Linked DNA regions of Mus musculus: regions 2, 3, 4, 5, 6 and 7 are each linked to region 1. The links are chromatin contacts, called in public HiChIP or PLAC-seq and promoter capture Hi-C maps. All regions are on one chromosome and are shown on one strand. Each heading gives the region's core, a stretch centred on a gene start, on an enhancer-like site or on the middle of the called end of the contact. The rest is flanking DNA. Distances are from core to core; before and after follow the strand shown.

Region 1 (2,700 bases), core at 129-2,628:
TGTCTCACCAAAGTAAGGCTGAGAGTGATTAAATAAGTCATCCAACATTAACCACTGGGCTGTTGTGTAAACAAGGGTACACAGACACACACACCATACATTTTATGGACTTGGGCATCCATGGACATCTGTATTTTTTCAGCTTCCCAATGAAGCCTCACTGAGGAAGTTTCTTTCCTCTGCTTTTCACTGTCACGCGTCACTTTAGTTGGTATTGGAGGCAGGTGGCCAAGGTTCTTGGCTTGTTGGGGCTGCCTCGGCTTTGTCCCCAACACTCCAGTTAACTGTACAACAAGCTCACTTTCCAGCACTGGAGTCTGTTGAGCTGGGCATTCCAGCAGCAGCCCAGGCACAAAGAAAGCCTTTTCTGAGGAGGAAGGTGTTCTTAGAGAGCTGCATATGGATTTGTGGAACAGGACTTTGAAGCGCTCCCTCTAATCTTGCAGCCTGCGTCACTGAGGATGGATCTCCAAGGCAAGAATCCATCAGATCATACAGTAAGTTATCATGATAACCAGACCTGAAAATATCCTACAATTAAGGCAGCACAGGCAAAAATGGAGTCCAGGATTTACTTTTCTAGTGGGTGGGGCTAGGTAAGAATGGACAAACTAGGTGATAAAGAAAGAAAGCCTAGTGCAAAGAAAAGGAAGGGCCGCAGACCCCACTACATGCTAACAGGGGGAAGAGAGTGCCTATGGCCCCCATCCATAACATAAAAGCTAGAGATCACATCCAGCCTCGAAGCTGCCTCCTGCCTTGCCAGAAGAACACTGCCAGTTCAAAATAGTGCTTAAAACAAAGCCTTCAGATAAACACTTAACTGCCGCCAGCCCAGCTGTCAGGCCCACTATCCACACACCAACCAGCGTTCTGCCTTCTGGTCCTCCCAGGCAGTCCTGCTGCCCACTCATTTGAGCAGTGTCTTCCCTTGAGTCCCTCCCCCACACCCTGCAAAGTCCTCTGGCTGCTTTGAAGGACAGAGCCCAGGCAACGGCATCCTAGAAAAGGCACAGCTAGCTGTCTACAAAGCTCTGGAAAGGAAACAGCAACACCCCAGCGCTTCCTTAGCATTTAAACACACTCACTGTTCTCGCTCCGGTGAGCTGTTGTAAATAATCTTGAATCGCACTGGTGTTGTTAGTGGCTGTGATGTCCACAAACTCCAGAAGACCTTGTTTGAAAGGCAGTTGACTGAGGATTTCTTGGGTCTTTCTGCAGTAGGGGCAGGTGGGCTTGATGAACACGACCACCTTCCCAGACTGGATCTTGCAGTTCACAAACTCCTGAGCCATGCTGACAGGCTGCAGCTTCTCCAGGGAGGAACGTGCAGTTGAAAGTAATGGTCCGGTAATGCAGCGGCGCTTAGCCAGCAGCTCTCATTTAATAAGGAACCTCCTTGGAGGAGGAGTTACCAAGTAGGATGCTTCAGTTTTAAAGGGCCAGCCCCAAAGTCAGTTCATTTTGGTATGAGTCAGTACTTCCTAGGCCTACCATTGCACACTGGCTGTGTAAGCTATAACAGGCTGTCTTGTGTCCTCCCCAAGAACAGAACTAAGTCACCCTCTAGGGTAGCAGAGACAGCGCAGACCAGTTTCTGGGTAGGAGGCCCCAGGTCCTCTTAGAACAAATTCTCTCTCTCTCTTCTTTTGGAAACACGGTTGTTTTGAAAAATAAAAACACAACCATTCAGGAAAGCTTTGGCTCTTCATAGGATGTGGGGACTGCATAGTGATTGGGCCTTGTGGGTTGCACCGGCATGCTTTCTTTGCCCTGTAAGGTGGGTACTTGTGTGATTAGTGGACTTGGTTCTTGACATGTAAAAATGTGCTTGTCTGTACTTTCTCTCTGTCTTTAAAAAGTGGGGTGCCATGCTCTGAGTTCATGGTGAACAATGAGCCCTTTTCAGTGGGGTAGATTTGTGACTGAACTTTGCCACGGGGCCTACCTGTGAAGCTAAGCTTTTTAATAGGTCTCTCTTACTCCAAAAGCCTTAGGGCTGGTGACCTTTGAATAGCAGTTCAGTAAGAAACAAATTCTCCCATAACCCCTGACCTGAGATTCCAGACAGAATGTGGATCTTTTCCTGTCTGACTTGTTTTGACAGTGAGCTGAGGTGCTTTGGGAGGTGGTGCTGAGGTAGATAAGCAAGTCGAAGAGAAAACTCCTGTCAGACTGAAGCACCTTTCCAAGCAAGCAACCAGCTCCACAGTAGAACCAGAGTATCTTACAGGAGGTCAGACTACAGTCATGTCCTGGTGACGGCTCTGGTGCACATTGTGACCAAAGAGAAGTAAACTGACTTCTGGGGGCTGCTTTCTTTGTCACTCTCACTGTTACCCACATCAAATGGCAAAATAACAGTCAGATGGTAATAGTCAGGGCCACAGAAGAAGCGGAGAGAGAGTTCTGCCAACGGAGAAGCGGCCTGGCTGCATGGCTGAGGTGGCTGGCCCATGGCAGGGTTGTAGACCTCTCAGCCCATAGCTTCCCACAATTCTGAACAAGTTTAGGGCTAGAGTCTTAACTTTCTGGCAACCTTCTGATGCCAGCTGTTTCAAGGACCTCTTGAGGGTTCTTGCTGTTCACATGACCCTGGGGAATAAGCACCCAGCTCAGGCTGTTCCTTTAGAGTCTTTCTCTCCTTCTCATTTGTCTGGTCTTTCCCTTCCTCCTTTTCCTAACAATCTGACTCTCTCA
Region 2 (2,700 bases), core at 153-2,652, 1.4 Mb after region 1:
ATAGAACCTATAGATTCCATATCCAGTAGTTAGTGTAGGTCCCCAGTTGAGGGATGGTGCTATACACCCATTTCAAAAATATTAACACAGAATTGCTCCTGTCTAAAGGAAATGAGGGACAAAGAGTGGAGCAGAGACTGAAGGAAAGGCCATCCAGAAACTCCTCCACCTAGGTATCCATCCCATTTACAGACACCAAACCCAGACACCATTGCAGATGCCAAGAAGAGCTTGCTGACAAGAGCCTGGTATAGCAGTCCCCTGAGAGGCCCTGCCAAAGTCTGACCAATACAGATGGGGATGCCTGCAGCCAAATATCTGACTGAACACAGGGACCCCAATGAAGGAGTTGGAGGAAGTACTGAAGGAGCTGAAGGGGTTTGCAACCCCATAGGAAGAACAACAATATCAACCAAGCAGACCTGCCAGAGCTCCCAGGGGCTAATCCACCTATCAATGAGTACATATATAGGGACCCATGGCTCCAAGTTCCATATGTAGCTTATCAGGCATCAATTGGAGGAGAGGCCGTTGGTCCTGTGGAAGATCGATGTCTAAGCATAGGGGAATGCTAGGGTGGCTGGGTGGGCGAGCACCCTCATGGAAGCAATGGGGGATGGGATAGGGGGTTTGCGGAGTGGAAACTGGGTGGTGGGGATAACATTTGAAATGTAAATAACAACAGGAACAAAAAAATCTCAGAAAAAGGAAGCAACTTTTTTCCTAGTGAACCACTGAGGACGATAGCCTTAATGTGGGTCTTCTTTCTCCTTGGGTGGTTGTTAGCCACCAGTGAAGACAAAAGGAGTAAACCATGGCAGACAGGCTAGAGATGGTTGTATTATAGAATGATCTCCTGAGACCAGTGAAGTGTGTCAGGTCAACTTCATTGTTTCACCAATAGGGTATAAAAGGGAATTTAGGGGTCAGGTGGAAAGGGTTAATTGGTCATACTACTATACCTAATTATCGTGTGGGCAGGAAGCCAGAGTGGGACTTTGGTTTATTGTTTGTTTAGTAAGTATCTTCAAGAAAAATCTAGATGATTATGTTAATTTTCCATGCTACAATAAGCATCTATAAGTAGGCATATGGTTTTAAGCTACAATAACCAGAAATAGTAGGTAAAATGAATAAATAAGAAAGGGTTTAATCACATTCAGACATCTCAATGAATTCATTTTGTAGTTCTACAAATTAAAAAAGAACATGATATTTATCTGTAGTTACTCAGTGCTTGGTGACTGGTTGCTTTAATGACATCCTCAATCTCAGAAAGCAGAGCTAAAAAACCAGGAAATACTCAAATCCTTTCATGAGTTTCTAAAATTTCCTCTCACAGACTTGTGGGAAATGTAGTCTCGCATGGTGTGACGTCACAAGCAAGGGCCCTGGAAACGCAGCTTTGGCATTCCTTGTGTGCACCTAGGTCGCAAGGATATTCCCTAGAGTTCGGTCCTGTGGATGTACCGTTCGCTAGTCTACAAACTTGGGTTTGGATTATTTGATCTTGAAGGTAGCTCCCAGCGAGGAGAGAGGAGTCCTACAAGCCGGAGGCATTCTGCAGGTTGGACAGGGAGGGAGACGTGGGTGGATCTAAATCAGATAGAACTTGTTCTGAAGGTTTTTGCGACCTAGGCTGGGTTACCGGGTCAGGATGGAGAGAGGATGGTTGAAACAGTTCTTTCAATGTTCACTCTATTACAATGTAGTGTGCTGCCAGTTGTCTTCCATGTGCTTTTAAGATGGCTCGGGTAGAGTCCGGGATTGCCCCACCCCTACCTCTCAAATCATTCATGGGGCTCTGTTAGCTGACCACCTGATCTTGGGAGGTGTATAAAGGTTTGCTATTGAAAGATCGTGTTACCAGCTTAATGAGACTTACATGACTGTTGTGGGATTTTTGTCATATTTAACCAAGTGTGGTCTCTAGCCCGCCTAGTACTCTTTAACAGTTTATAAAAAACAGTTTCGGGGCGGGGGGCAGAGTTCTGTGGGGGAAGTTGATATATTGGAAAGTCATTCCGTTTTCTGTGGAATAAATCATTACAGATTTTAAAAGGGACCCCTTGGAGGTTAAATAACCTGACATGAACCTTCAAAGCAACACTTCCATATAGAGATAAAAATCCCAGAGAGAGGACCATCTTAGATTTGCTTAGTCCAGTCAATCGTTGATGGCTCAGAGATTAAGAGCACTGACTGTTCTTCCAGAGGTCCCGAGTTCAATTCCCACCAACCACATGGTGGCTCACAACCATCTGTAATGGGATATGACGCCCTCTTCTGGTGTGTCTGAAGATAGCTACAGTACTCCTATAAATAAAATAAATCTTTTTTTTTTTTTTTAAAGGTCCTACGCTCTAGAGTTAAAACAAATACCTATCAGGGGCTGTGTGGTGTTGGAAGCTTTGGAGCGGTTTTCAGGAGAGTTGTGTTGTGCATAATCTTAGGGATTATTTACTAAAGTTCAAGAGGAGACTAAGGAGGGCACAGGCGCATCACCTGACATACCTGATAAACCCGGTCTATACTATCTATACTCAATTTCTTTTCTTCCATCTATCCACGTTATCTACAGAGTCTAAGCTCTCACTCTATCACTTCATGTGGCATCTAATGCACTGATGCTCCGTGTGCATGACAGTTCTTCCTGGGAAGATGTGCCAATATATTTATACTTTGTCTGAAAGGTGAAAA
Region 3 (2,700 bases), core at 115-2,614, 1.9 Mb after region 1:
TCTGGCATCCATGTGTCTGTTTTACCAGTCTTCAAGAGAATTTACTCATTTTTAGCTTGTGAAATGTCCCCAACAACTAGATAACCACGCTATAGACAAGGTAGGAAACTCATGTTTGGGGACAGGGTCTTGCCTGGCTGTGTTCGGCAGGCTCTCACTGGTCGGTCTGGGGGTGGCTCCACCTCCACCTTCTTTCCAGGGTCGAAAGCATCAGCCTCCCCCTCTGAGTCGCAGTGTTCCTTCTCCCGTTTCCGTTTCTTCTCTTCCTGTAAGTATGGAAGAATAGAGGGCACAGAACAGCCAGAACCCTTTTAGACTGGTAATGCAGGCTCCGCACACGTCTGCGCATTCCCCAGACTGGGAAGAAGAGCCACTCCTGACACCTGACAGGCATCACCTGAAGATGCCCTGGAAGCCCAGAACTGCAGCAACGGTATAGCCAGGCGTGATTAGGGACCCATCTTAGGCCATTGAACCTTTACCTTCCGCTTCCTCCTCTCCTCCTCATCGAGGTGCTTCTCCTTCTCTGACTTTTTCTTCTTCTTTTTCTTCTTTTCTCTGTGTCTCTCCCGTTCGTGGTCTGAGCGATCGTCGTAGTAGCTGGAGTCGTGGCCAGATCCTGAGAGCTCTGTCACTTCACTTCCTCCCACCTTGAGCACCAGCTTCAGAGGCTTCTCCAGTGGCGTGTCTGTATAATCTGCACACAGACCGTACGTAGGTCAAGCTTGCAAAATACTGAGTAGAAATACTGCACCCCTGTGGGTGTGAATCTAGACAGCAAGGAGTTGTCAAAACCACAGACTATGTAATCTCAAACTGACAGATTGGTGTTCAATCCTCTCTTTCAAACCACAAAATCACCACTGAGGATATTCCGAGGGTACAACAACCCGACCTGAGACCCAGGACCCCAATTCCTTCACGGAAGCCCTCTTTTTGCTGCGGGTCTTCCTGGTGTCAGAGAGGAGGTACATAGTGGCTACAGGACCCAAAAAAGAAGCCTATAGCCTCTTCGCAGCAGATTCCCTTTTTCAGCTCTAACCCCGCCCCTCCTACGATTGTCCACTACCTGGCTCTAAGCTCCTCCTTCTCACGGGACCCCGCCCAGCACAGACCACGCCCTTCCCCTGGAACGCCTTCCCCTGCCCGTATCGGCAACCTAGACCCCGCCCGTGGGATCCGCACCTTCGTAGGACGAGCGCCATTCCGCCTTGTGCTTCTTGTGCTTTTTGCCCATGGCTGAGATAGCACGGGATCCGGTGAGAAGCGGCTGCCGGTAGCTCGACCTGCGCCAGTCGGAAGTAGCGCCTTCGCCACCGCCAAGTGCTTCCGGGTCAGGGTGGGGCGGTGCGCAGCGCGCGGCAGATTCGAAGCTCGGTGGGGCGGGGCGGGTTGCAAAGCGCCGAGCGGCTCGGGCGGCGGAAGTGGATTTGGCCGGCCCTTAGCCAAGGTGGATCCTCCTACATCGGAGAAGGCTGTCGCACAGGGCGCAGGGAGGCGACCGCGGCCTCACTCCGGCGGCATTCCCTCGGCTCCCGGCGGCGGCGCCATGGACGAGGCGGTGGGCGACCTGAAGCAAGCGCTTCCCTGTGTTGCCGAATCGCCCGCGGTCCATGTGGAGGTTCTGCAGCGCAGCGGAAGGTGAGCGTATATACGGAGTCCGACCACGCGGGGCGCGACCTGATCCGACCCCACCACGCGTGACTCCGAGTGGCACGACCTTACCCCAACTCTTAGGATTCCACCCCACAGCGTCCCACCCCTCAGTACGGCCCCACTTCGCACGACCTGAACAGCCTGACATGAACCCACCTAGTATGACCCAGCACACCTCCACCCCACTTCAGTTGACCCTAACAGCATGATCCGACTTTGCCCTCCATCCCACCACACATTACTCTTGAGTTTCACCTCTCACATTGCCGCATATCCCATCCAGACCCTACCACCATCCCAGACTATCTGGCAGGACCCCACAGCTCTCAACTGACTGGCCTATGGAGCACAGCCTAACGATGAGCTCCATGTAATAGGACCTGCTAAGCGACAGAAGTGATCTCCAGTCAATTAGGGGTGCAAGGAAGTGCAGTGTCAGTAGAGCAAGTATTTAATTTGCAAAGCCAGAATCCAGTGGCAAATTTCCTGTTACAAAGATTATGTACGTACTCCAGGTTAGACCCTACAGCTATGCATTTTCAGGTTTTCCTTAAAAGGGCTGCTAACATGGATTGAATGCTCATAATGTTTCAGGCTTGTCTCAAACACTGAATTTTTATTAATTTTCATAGTAGTGTGTGAAGAACTAGTGGCACCTCCTTTTTCTAATTAGCCTGAGGGTGGCTGATGGTATGACTGCAGGCCTGGGACCCTACAGTTGATCCTAAGACAGTACACTGCCAAGCCCCATCTTGACTAATGACTTTCTTGTATATGTCTGAGGTCTGAGGGAGGGAAGGTGTGTGTCTGTGTGTGTGTGTGTGTGTGTGTGTGTGTGTGTGTGTGTGTGTCTGAGTGTCTGTGTTTGAAACAAGTTCTTCTGTCTCAGCTTGCATGCTGAAATTACAGCCAGACCTAGCTATACTTTAGTGGGGTTTTTTTTGTTTTTTTGTTTGTTTTTGTCGTTTTTGTTTGTTTGTTTTTTGGTTTTTTTTTTTTTTTCTTGGTTTTTCGGAACAGGGTTTTTCTGTGTAGCCCTGGCTG
Region 4 (2,700 bases), core at 62-2,561, 1.8 Mb after region 1:
CCATCTCAGACAGCTGATGAATGCCAAGGTTGGGAGCAGCATGGGGGGGGGGTGTGTATGTGAGATCAACAGAATGTTCTGGGTAGGACTGCCTGCCAACTCTCCAGGTAGTAGGGAAGACCAGGCTGTGGGACTCCAGCTAAGGAAGGTTCCTGCTAACCTCCAGGTCTAGTTGGGAAAGCTTTATGAACTATGAGGCAGAAGGGATTGTTCCTGATGTGACCCAGCCTGGCTCATCATCTCTATCTCCGAGTCACAACACTGTTCCTTGCTCTGTGTCTTCACCAGCACCAAATCAAGTTCAAGTGCTGCTGGCTCACTCCTAAACACCTCAAATGGAACTTAAGGACATAAAACAGCTTAAATGCATGTAGGTTTGGCCACAGTCTAATGTTACCACGGCAGATGGTATTTAATAAACCACCGGAAAGAGTACTTGGTAGTAATTAATCATTAGCATAACCTTTTACTGAGGCTTGTAAGAAATCATAGGCTTGTAGGAATCTTTGCAGGGTGCAAAGCTAATCCTTGTCCCTCTTTCTTCAGTGAAGATGTAAAACGTTAGTAAACAGAAACGTTACTTCCCAAGTTTCTACTGGCACTTTCATTGCAGTAGAAAAGCTGGTCTTGGGTCTGTCCCTGACAGACCATCCGTCTCCCCAAGGTCCCACTTGGACTCTGATCTTGGTCAGAGAAAATAGAATAAGAGAGGGTGATTGAAATCTGTGTTGTGTCCTGAGGCGCCACATGTCTTAGATGGCAAGCATACAAGCCTTAATTTGCTTCTGAAAAGCTTAGTTATCTCTCCAATGCCTGGAAGTTATTAGTAGACCCCAGGTTTGATGAAAGGACTTTCAATGTGTCTTAGTTAGGAGAAATTTTTTTTTTTTTTTTTTTTTTTTTTTGCACACAGCCTGTCTCTCCAGCCACATGATGAGAACTTTTGGAAGTGCGTGGGGGTTGGCGGGGGGGGGGGGGGGGAGCATCTCAGGGGCTGGGACAGGAAGAAACCTTAGGAGAGAAGGCTCCTGGAGGGAGTAGGAAATGAATGGAAGTGGGAGTAGGTGCGAATGCCCCGGGCACTAACAGCTGTTTCCACAAACCGCACTGAACGCAATGGGGTTGTCCTGGGGAGGAGCCAGAGCAGGGTGAGGTTGCACTCAGAGCTCAGCGGATTAGGATGGCTTGGGTGAACCTGTCCCAAAGAAAGTTTTAAACACAGCCGAAGCTCCGCCCACCCTCCTGGGCCCGCCCCTTGCAGGCTTGGTCCCGCCCGCCCGTTCCAGATCACGTCACAGCGCAGGCGCCGCGCGCCAGCGTCCGGTTTGAAAACATGGCGCCAGGCCAGCGGTTGGTTTTGTGTGAAGAGACTGTACGAGAGCGCAGCGGCCTGGGTCCCCACCGCGACCTGGGTGCGTGGGGGACAGACTGGGTTGGCCTGCCGGGCCTGATAGCTCTGCCTCCGTGCGAATGGCACTTGACCACAAACGGTCTCGGCCCGTGGGGCAAGGAGGCGGGGCCGGCTGGGCGGGTTTGTGGGGAAGGGCGTGGCTAAGGTCCTGGAGAGCCGGTGGACGCGGCCTGGGTTTTCTGTGGGACCGCGGTCAGGCTGAGCCCCCCGCTTCTTTTTTGCAGCAGCTTTCATCTGTCTTCCTGGGTTCCTACATGGCATTTCGCTTATGAAGATGCAGGTCTCTTTTTATATGGTTTGGACATCAAGGCCCCATTACGTTTTGAGCAAGAGATCGTGCGGAATTTGTGTTGTGATTTTTTTTTTTTCCTTTTTAACTTTTTTCCCCTGGACTTTGACAGGGAAACCACGCAGGCCTAGAATTTTCCATTGTTGAAGATTTTCGATTACCATTTTTTAAATTCGATTACGATTTTTAAACTTATAGTGGTTTCACCTAGAGTGCATTTTCGTTATCTAAATCGTTTTTTCTTGATTGTCAACCATATCTACATAGAACTGACTACAGCATTCTCTTACTATTTTATTAATGCTTGTGGGGCCTGTAGGGATATTCCCCATTTTCATAAATGGTACTTAATCTGGCTCTATCTTTCAGTCATGTTGGAGATATACGGTTTTTGGTCATGCCAAAGACACCACTTTTGGGTTGGTTGATTTGTCTTCACTGTTTTTAAATTTTACCTTTTTCTCTGTGCTTGCTTTGCATTTATTTTCCTCTTTAGATTCTAGAAGTGAAACGTGTGGATTAAAGCTTGTTTTATAATTTAAATCTCTTAATCTGTACATTTCTCTTTACGTATCACATAGCTGCACACACTAACACATTTGTTAGTGTTTATATTTCTACTGTGTGTTAAGGTACTGGAGATAGAACATAGGGCTTTGCATATGCTAAGCAAATGCCCTGTCATGGGACTTCACCCCAAACGTTTTTTTAATTTTTCAAGTGTGTTATTAAGCCAAGATGACCTTGATCTCCATTTTTAACGGAACCTGGCCTTGGAATTTTAGTCCGACACTCAAGTGGCTAGGATTGCAGGCAGTTGCCACCATGACTGGTTCTAATTTTCATTGATTTTAATATGCTTTTCAAATATCCCTTTAGGTATCTTCTTAGACCTCCAAATTATTTAGTGATTGCTCACATTTTTATTCTTTAGGGATGTCTTTTTAACGAATTATGTGTCGGGAGGTTTTCTTGTTTTTTTGTGTGTAATTCTATTATT
Region 5 (2,700 bases), core at 181-2,680, 1.5 Mb after region 1:
ATGGTGGCACCTGGAAGACAACTACCTGTAAGCTGTTGCAGAAGGTGGTCTCTTTGGGACTGGACCTTTATAGCATTCCAAAGTCAGCAAACAGCTGGTAGAGTCCCGGATTCAGCAGCCTCGGGTCTGCTGAAGTTTCTCTGTACTGGAAAACTTCCAGTTCAAGTAGGAAAATTATGATTAATATTTTTGTATTTCTGGTAAAGAGAAAAGGAGCCAGAGAGAGGACAGAATAAAAATAGATCTCAGATTCTAAATAAAAGAACCAGAAAAGTCTAAAAGATTATTCAAAAGTGAGATGAACAGTTTATGAGAAATTATAAAAAATGAATTCGCCAAATCCTGGAAAAAAAATCTACCTTTCTTAAAGAATTTTGTAGATTTTGAGGTAAATGTCAAAGCTATAAGATGTTTCTTTGAGCAATTTGAAAGTCTCTTAAGATGTCCTAAGAACAAGAGAAATGGAGCAGAAAACGATACAGTTGGGACTTGATCAGATCTATAGCTGTGCTAAATAATGGATGATTATCCACATGGAAGTTTCAGATGTACAAGGCCATACTCTTGGCCCTTGGTCTCTTCACCCTCTTCTTTAGTTATGGGGTAAACAAACCCCCCATAAAGACAGCATAGCAGTTCTTATTATAAGTCTGTCCCTGGATGAGGACTACAGGAAGGCTGGAATAATCCTATGGCAGAACGGAGTAATCTGTATCTTGAGCTATTCACAGTATTCAGATTTAGGTGGAAGGATGGCCTGACAGCCCGTGAATGTGACCGGTTGGTAGTTGCCCCAATGCTATGCATTTTCCCATTTAGGGACATTCCAAACTATAAAAGCACCATAGAATTAGTATCTAGAACGAAAGAAGGAATACTTATAATTAAAAGGAGTAACCACCAAAAGTACAGAAGTCCAAGTAAGGGGTGGAGAAAACACAGCTCTCACCTCAGGACCAAACCTCACTCGGGCCATTTACAAATGAAGTCACTGCAAACCTAGGGAGGCTGGGCATAAACCGATATAAGCAAGTGGGAAGGCAAGAAGGTGTAGTATGGACAGACGGACAAACTCCAGAGTGCACAAAATGCACTTTGCGTTTCCGCCGAGGACTTCATGCGGTTGGTGCACATCACATTCGCACTAAATACTAATGCAGACGTAAAGGGAAGCCGTCGGTCCAAGTGAAAGCTTTCACCACTTTCCGTTACAGGTCGAGGCGTTTTGTAAGCTTGGGTCGGCCCCTCATGGCGTGGTCTCTTCTGAGCTCACCCGCCGCAGCTTCGGGCTGAGACACACAGGAGGGCGGAGCGGGGTGGGGCTGAAAAGGAAAGGGACACCCAAGGCCGGGCAAGAGTAGGAGGCGGAGCTCAGACTAACCCCAAGGCCCTCCAGACGTTGCGTGGCAACGGACCACGCCTGCCAAGTGACTCAAAGGTGCGCGCTTCCGTTGTTCCCAGGAAGTTGTGGGCTCCTGGTCCTGCCCCATAACTGAGGCGGAAGCATAGCTTGTGGAGCTGGGCCGCGTTGCCGCTGTGCATCAGCCCATGGCTGCCTACTCCTACCGCCCAGGCCCGGGTGGTGGCCCCGGCCCTGCTGCTGGAGCTGCACTGCCAGACCAGAGCTTCCTGTGGAACGTCTTCCAGCGGTAAGGCCAGCGCCGCTCAGCTCCTTCGGCCCTTGGGTCGGTCCTCAGTTTTCAGGGCCTATTCTCCAGTCCTCCCTCTCCCCAGCCCTTCATCCCCCGACCTCCTTCCCAGTCCTTCCTACTCCCCTCCATCCCCGACTTTCTCTCTTCTACAATAGCACAGGGTTCAGGGTCATGTTGGCAGTGACTTTGCCCAGGGCCGAAGGGCGCGGAACAGTCGCCCTACAGGGTCAGGTGCTTGCGTTAGAAACAGGACAAATCTTGAATCAGGAAAACGGCATCAGTGAAAAGAGCTGGCTGCTATTGCATGTCTTCTGTCCCTGGCCGTCCTTCTGAATGACTGATTGTCTTTCCACTGACTCGTGCCAAAGAATGACTTATTCGTCCTAGAGAATCTTTCTTTACCTATTATGATGAACTGGTGCAGGTATAAATTAAGCAGACTTGAAGAGCTAACAGAAAGCTTGAAAGGAATAGAGAAAAGATGACTCAACCCCTCCTACTGCTTCTGGTTGTTCATTAGTCTCTGGCACACCTGGGGGCGTGTGACATTCCAGCTGAGCAAAGAGGAAGGTCTGGCCAGAGTAACATTCCAGACCTAGTGTAGATTGATGAAAATGATGTCTTGGCTATGTTTTATTTTTAATACTTCCTTTACATTTAATCACCAGCTTACCTGTTTTCTGTTTGTTTGTTTGTTTGTTTGTTTTTGTAGGGTTGATAAAGACAGGAGTGGAGTGATTTCAGACAATGAGCTTCAGCAAGCATTATCCAATGGTGAGTTGAAGCCTGATTCATTCACAGTAAGCAGTTTCCTTCCTGGAATTATTTCCAAAGAAGTCCTTAAGACTAAATTGCCATTACCGGTATAAGGTAAAGGTGTTTGCTAAGCTTCTGTGTTTGTATTTTCTTAATTATCATTGCTGCCTTACCGAGCTCCAGAACAAATGTATGTGAGCCTCTGAAATGGGAGCTATAGTGTAGACCTTGCCCAAGAGTGAAAAAGGTTAGCTCTGTGCAACAGAGGTCCCTCACTTATCTAGAAGGCCTT
Region 6 (2,700 bases), core at 82-2,581, 1.6 Mb after region 1:
TTTTCTTTCCCTACTTTGGCTCTGGTCATTCCTAGGCCTACCTATGAACTTACTTGTACACTCAAAAGTATCCTGAGCTTTGTCACTCTGTGGCTTACCAAAAACAAAAGCTGAGATTCTTATTTTATTTATTTAATTGAAAGGAAACAAGCTGAGTCATCTACTGAAGCAGTTCACATCTAACTAGGCTAGTTAACTGAATTCGTTAGGGAGCACCATGACTAAACACTCCACTATATAGTGGGCAGCAGGAGATTAGGGTTGGATATAAGGTAACTAAGGAAAACCGCAGCTTTGTCTTGGTAGCTGTGCCTCCCCACTTTGCAGTTAAACATTCATGAAGCTGAAATTTCTCCTGTTTTGTCATAAACTAAGGGGTCAGGGCACTTTCCCAGTTGCAACCCCTACACTAAGGGAGGGTCTGCATCTTTAAAAGACTGACTTCATCATATAATTTGCATTGTGGTTATGACAGGTTACCTATACTGTTCTTTCATTTACTGAAGATTTACCCCATCATCCATTGGCTTGGGAGAGCCAGACTTTGTAGTGATGTTATGGATAGGCACACAACTCAACAAATGTATGCAGAAAAGGTGAAAAAAAAAAAACACAACCAAACCTGTCAGGGTAGGGTTGTCATACCTGATGGGTGAGTGGAAGAACCTAAACCCCGCCAAAATTTACTAAAAGTTCGTAACAGTGTGGGGAAATCTCTGTATCTGCAGAGGTAGAACAAAGTTTCTGGCTGTTCTAGGTACCGGGGCGACTCGATGCTTCACTGCTTCCTTCAGCTGGAGTAATTCCACCAGCTGCTGTTTTGCTCGTGGTTTTGTTTTCTTCGCCGCTTCTACGTGCTACGCGAGCAGCTATCAGCAGGCAGCCCACTCTCTGTGGCACTGTCCTGAATACTTGAAATCTACTTGCTGTCAGAAACCTCTGGGGGATGAGGGCGAGGACAGCAAGAAGAAACAAATATACGAAATATAAGTAGTGGAATCTTGAATACAAGACACAGTAAAGATATGGAGAGGTGTGGAGAGACTAAGGTAGCTAAGGGGAGGAACTGAGCAAGGGCAAACCTAAGTGGTTAATCCGGAGAGAAAGGGTGGGTACAATAGGTGCTACTTAAAATAAGAGGGTCGGGAGAGCGCCAAACGTCAGACGGCGGAGCCAGGCCTGAATCTGTAATCCCTGATCCTGAGTCTGTGTCACCAGAAGCACAAGTTTCCTAAGAGTCTACAGAAAGATCGCCCGTACAGCGCCTTCAAGGTTACCCAGAGCCCATCCTTCCGCCCAGACGCCGGAAACGGAAGTGACCGCGTTGCACACTTCCGGTCCGGCTCCGGGAGGTGGCAGCGGCGTTGCGGACGGTGAGGAAGCTCTGCTCTGACAGCCTTGGGTGCCTGTGCGGTGGGCGGGGCGCTGGGCCCTCGACTGTGGCACAGTGTACCCCTTAGTGGGTTTGTCCTTGGCGAGGGACAGCATCGGCCGACGTTTCTGGCGGGATGCGACACCCTCTAGTGCGGGTCCCTGGGCGGGTTTGGGTTTGTCCTCGGTGTGCGTCCCTCCCATCTCCTTGGTCGGGGCTGCTTCTACCCTCAGAGTTCCCTTTTGCCCCAGAGGCCGGAAATCTGACAGTCCTCAAGCTGCCATTGGAAGCAGATTTGGTGGCGATCCAGTACAGTTTTTTTAGTTTTTGATTCTCTGTGTTCAGGTTTATGAGTGGACTCTTTCTTGCAAAGCTTTTTTGGTTTTGGGTCAGCTTTCCTTTTGCATCTGGCTTGTAACACTGCCACAGGAGTGCCTTTCACCTGTCAGCTGGAGTGGGGGACTCCATGCCAGAGGGATGGTTTGGTATTATGTTTAATACCTAGTCCTGTAAATAGAATTATACAAGTTTTAATGTTTTGGGAATGCTGAAGATAACATGTCAAACTAAAGCAAAAGAAAAAAAAAAAAGCCCGCAGTGAATCAGTCCTGTTAGAAGTGGTTGTGGAATCCTCTTTCTGTGGCCTGCTCAGATTTCCTGTCTGGGTACGAGTAATTTTATAGTCAGAAGATGAAGATGGTGTTTGCAATGCTGTTCCACTTGAATGAAAATGCAAAGAGAGAAATACACAGGGAGAAGCTACATAACTGGAAATGTACAATGGATTTTAGTGGTTTTCTGAGACTACTTGGGAATAGAGTGAAAGATTCCAGAAGGTAGGTCTTTATCACATCTGTGGCTGTTGAGTAGCTGAAATTAAAGGAAACAGTGTTATTAATTCCCTCATTTGCTGGATAGTCAGCAAATAGCCATTGTAGGTCCATGACTTGGATAGTATTAGATATTAGACTAAAGGGTGATTGACCGGGTACATTTGTGCTTAGGGGAAACAAGCTACTCAAGTAAGGACAATAAATTACCTTTTGCTGTCTTATCTTTGTTTTTAGAAGTGTTCAAAAGTAAGAAGTGGTATCTTGGCCACCCAGAGCAATGGTAAGGGAGTATAAGACTCGTGTTTGCCCACTGGGCTGCTGCTGAAGTGTAGGTAATAGTTGTTGCCTTCCAGTGACTAACTACCCCATGGACTTGGGCAGCACTAGGGTGAGCTCCAGAAATGAAAAGCTGATCTTTTATAGGGCTAAGAATTGTGTTAGAGCTGCCTTTGACATAGTCTTAAGTCCCTGTATAAATACTCTCTGTGTGACTGT
Region 7 (2,700 bases), core at 141-2,640, 1.5 Mb after region 1:
TCAACCCAAATTTTGAAAGTTTTAGTGTTTTTAACAAACCTTGTTTAACATGTTAAGATGCACAATAATGAACAATAAATATATAACCATAATACATGGCTCAGAATGTAACGGTTTATAGGAACTATAGAATTAATACGTATGACGTATGGTAGATGCCTAATTTAGAAATATGTATGTGTATATACATATATATATATGTATGTATGCACACACACACATACACACACTAAAAGCAGGCAACTTTCAAAAACCTCCTACTATGTATAGCCATCCATCAGATATCTGATGGGGAGCCCCATCTCATACCAAAAGCCTTGAAGATAGCCAAGGCTCCCATATACAATGCTGTATTTGAATATAATCTGCTCAATACTTTATCTCTAAGTCACCGATACCTAATAAGGTATAAAGGCACTTAAGTAGTTCATCTGTTTTATTTTCCCCCTTGTTAAAAAAAAAGTCTGTACATACTCCGAACAGACACATTTTCCCCAAATATATTTTATCTGCAGTTGGTTGAACCCACCAACGCAGAACCCTTGTAGGGTAAGCTGTCATATTTATTTCCTCTGCACCAACAACATCCATTTTGGGGTTATAAAGTTCAAGGAAATAATTCAAAATATAAAGTGTTGTGCATGAATATATTCCATATTTCCTTATTTATTAATAAAAAAACAAAGAAATAAAATGGGAACGGTTCATTGTAAACTTAAACAATTCAAAATAATGGTCATAAAGATTGTGCACCAAGAGGAAAACCTTAATCTAATATTAACTGAAAATTCAGGAAACAATTACGATTATTGGTTTACTTTTTATGCTATTTAATTCCACCGAACATTTCAGCTATACTCACTAGAAAAATAGAAAAACTATCTGAAAGTGATCAAATGAGAGCGCGTTTGCAATATGGGATGCTAGCCACGATCTAAGCAGCTTTCAGGATGACAACAGGCCGGGCCTCCAGCTTCCCAGCTGCTGTAACGAAGACGAAAGCTTTGGATATAGTTTCTAGTTCAGTATCCTGGCTTTTACGTAGCCCAGTGCAGCTAGCTGCTCCTTGTCCAGCCACCAAGACATCATTCCTACCTACTCTAGAAGTCCAGGGCAGTATGTACCCCCCCCCCCCCCCATTAGTTGAGATTCAAGCGCCCAACAAAACGGGCTCTTATGGAGCTTGCGATCTCCGCCCCAGGACCCTACTTCCATCTCTCCAGATCATCCGACCCTCTCTGTTTTGGCAAACAAGAACCACCCGAGAAGCACTTTAAAGACATTGGCACCTCACTTACCCCTGGAGCAGAGCCCATCAGCGTTGCTGCCACCCTACCTCAGACGTGTTGCCACCGCCGCGTTTACAGGGCGCAGGCGCACCACCACTCACGCGAGCCAGGAGGGGCGTGTTGCGCAGGCGCAGAATCTTCCAAGCCCGACACCCGCGCGACTCGGTGCGCAAGCGCAGTCTGTCGCTGGGGCTTGCGGGAAGGCAGACATGGCCGGGGTTGGCGCAGTTTCGAGGCTTCTTCGCGGGCGGCGCTTGGCGTTAACTGGGGCGGTGAGTTAGTGCCACGAAATGGCAGGCGCTAGGAGTGCGCCACGATTCCACCCGAGTTGGCCTGAGTCTGGGAAGGTGCAGTGGGCCGAAGCCGACTGCTTTCCGGCGAAGGTCACGACCCCGAGGTCGCGGGCGTGGAGTCTGGCCTTCCCCGTCTTGGTCTAGCGAAGTTCTCCAAGGTTAAAGGGAGGGACCGGCCTGTTGCATTCTGGATGCGGACGGGTCTGCGAGTAATCCGTTGGTAGTCTGGGTGTCGACACTAAGACTTATAAGTGATGAGCTTACAGGTTTTGTGTAGTGGCCTTAGCTACTGTTTTTAAATATCAAAGAGATATTTGAAGATACCAGGTGAGACTTCTGCACCGTGTTCATCCAGTCTTGCGACTTCTTTTTGCATTTGAAGAGGTACACAGTGACTCAGGGTTGCAGGGGTCTGATGTTGGCCTCCCAGATTGTCAGATCTTGTCTCAGTGCACTCTTTGCCGGTCACCTGTTATTCGTCACACTCCTAGGGTTTTATTAACGTAAACTAAATTTGACAGGTTGGGTTCTTTAAAGTTCTGTCTCACCTACCTACTTAACAATTTAATTACAAAGTAAAGGCCCTAAGACATTGAACAGTATCGACTTGCATTGTGCATCAAATTATGGCTGCAGTTGTCTATTTTCTGAAATAGATATTAAAATGCATGTTCAATGAAATGTTCAAGGGTTAGTTGGCAGCTATTCTTGCAAGGCCAGAAGGCATTTTCAAACCTTGATAATTTCTGTGATTTGTATTTGCTGCCACAAACTCCTACTTCCACCTCTATCCCTTGGGCTCTGCAAGAAGGGTTTTAAGTCCTGATCATTGAAGCCCTTTACAGGAGATAATAAGTCAGCCACCTATAATTGTAGCAGAATTCTTTTGTAGCAGAAATAGGTGAGCCCACCCCATGCCCAGGATTCACTCCACACACTCAAGGAAAAAAAAAAAAAATAATGATAGTCTGAGCCCAGCTCTGGCTAATGCCCAAAAGGAACAGTCAAGGATAGAAGATTTTTATTAACTTGTATACACCTTAGGTTTATGCTTACCACATATGTTGGCATCCTTAAATTCCTTTCCTATTCCAGATCCAGTTTATGCTTTGACCAGT

Evidence for each region. Promoter capture Hi-C pulls out the DNA fragments that hold promoters and counts their contacts. HiChIP or PLAC-seq counts read pairs in DNA pulled down with a chosen protein or histone mark.
Region 2: a contact with region 1 is called in a promoter capture Hi-C map of neural stem cells. The contact joins the promoter of Zfp72 here to the promoter of Glrx in region 1. A contact is called at or near these places in 4 of 39 promoter capture datasets (cranial neural crest, hippocampal neurons, liver and 1 more), 1 of 484 Hi-C or Micro-C datasets (B cells), 1 of 115 datasets of contacts at active chromatin or transcription factors (astrocytes) and 1 of 9 other capture datasets (liver).
Region 3: an H3K27ac HiChIP or PLAC-seq map of microglia shows a contact between it and region 1, with 5 times the contacts expected there. The contact joins the promoter of Trip13 here to the promoter of Glrx in region 1. A contact is called at or near these places in 1 of 484 Hi-C or Micro-C datasets (CD4 T cells), 1 of 115 datasets of contacts at active chromatin or transcription factors (microglia) and 1 of 9 other capture datasets (liver).
Region 4: a promoter capture Hi-C map of pre-B cells shows a contact between it and region 1. The contact joins the promoter of Cep72 here to the promoter of Glrx in region 1. A contact is called at or near these places in 4 of 39 promoter capture datasets (the C10 cell line, cranial neural crest, liver and 1 more).
Region 5: a contact with region 1 is called in a promoter capture Hi-C map of liver, with 2.6 times the contacts expected there. The contact joins the promoter of Pdcd6 here to the promoter of Glrx in region 1. A contact is called at or near these places in 4 of 39 promoter capture datasets (the C10 cell line, liver and pre-B cells) and 1 of 115 datasets of contacts at active chromatin or transcription factors (stem cell-derived neural progenitor cells).
Region 6: a contact with region 1 is called in a promoter capture Hi-C map of liver, with 2.7 times the contacts expected there. The contact joins the promoter of Exoc3 here to the promoter of Glrx in region 1. A contact is called at or near these places in 5 of 39 promoter capture datasets (the C10 cell line, hippocampal neurons, liver and 1 more).
Region 7: a promoter capture Hi-C map of pre-B cells shows a contact between it and region 1, with 5 times the contacts expected there. The contact joins the promoter of Ccdc127 here to the promoter of Glrx in region 1. A contact is called at or near these places in 7 of 39 promoter capture datasets (the 3T3-L1 cell line, the C10 cell line, cranial neural crest and 3 more), 1 of 115 datasets of contacts at active chromatin or transcription factors (astrocytes) and 1 of 9 other capture datasets (liver).

What each region holds. Positions count from the first base shown.
Region 1 is chr13:75,838,564-75,841,263 of GRCm38.p6, reverse strand. It overlaps Glrx (glutaredoxin), which reads right to left and starts at 1,378. Exons shown (of 3, transcript NM_053108.4): 1 at 1,089-1,378. The coding sequence starts at 1,295. It overlaps Gm41005 (a long non-coding RNA gene), which reads left to right and starts at 196. Exons shown (of 2, transcript XR_873685.2): 1 at 196-497.
Region 2 is chr13:74,389,531-74,392,230 of GRCm38.p6, reverse strand. Zfp72 (zinc finger protein 72) reads left to right here and starts at 1,402. Exons shown (of 5, transcript NM_001374038.1): 1 at 1,402-1,567.
Region 3 is chr13:73,936,431-73,939,130 of GRCm38.p6, reverse strand. It overlaps Trip13 (thyroid hormone receptor interactor 13), which reads left to right and starts at 1,364. Exons shown (of 13, transcript NM_027182.2): 1 at 1,364-1,641. The coding sequence starts at 1,550. Brd9 (bromodomain containing 9) reads right to left here and starts at 1,303. Exons shown (of 16, transcript NM_001378947.1): 1 at 1,186-1,303; 2 at 483-697; 3 at 134-266. The coding sequence starts at 1,237.
Region 4 is chr13:74,060,896-74,063,595 of GRCm38.p6, reverse strand. Cep72 (centrosomal protein 72) reads left to right here and starts at 1,311. Exons shown (of 12, transcript NM_028959.3): 1 at 1,311-1,412. The coding sequence starts at 1,334.
Region 5 is chr13:74,316,056-74,318,755 of GRCm38.p6, reverse strand. It overlaps Pdcd6 (programmed cell death 6), which reads left to right and starts at 1,430. Exons shown (of 6, transcript NM_011051.3): 1 at 1,430-1,649; 2 at 2,365-2,426. The coding sequence starts at 1,549.
Region 6 is chr13:74,207,331-74,210,030 of GRCm38.p6, reverse strand. Exoc3 (exocyst complex component 3) reads left to right here and starts at 1,331. Exons shown (of 13, transcript NM_177333.4): 1 at 1,331-1,373.
Region 7 is chr13:74,349,007-74,351,706 of GRCm38.p6, reverse strand. Ccdc127 (coiled-coil domain containing 127) reads right to left here and starts at 1,390. Exons shown (of 3, transcript NM_001168659.1): 1 at 1,299-1,390. It overlaps Sdha (succinate dehydrogenase complex, subunit A, flavoprotein (Fp)), which reads left to right and starts at 1,467. Exons shown (of 15, transcript NM_023281.1): 1 at 1,467-1,561. The coding sequence starts at 1,499.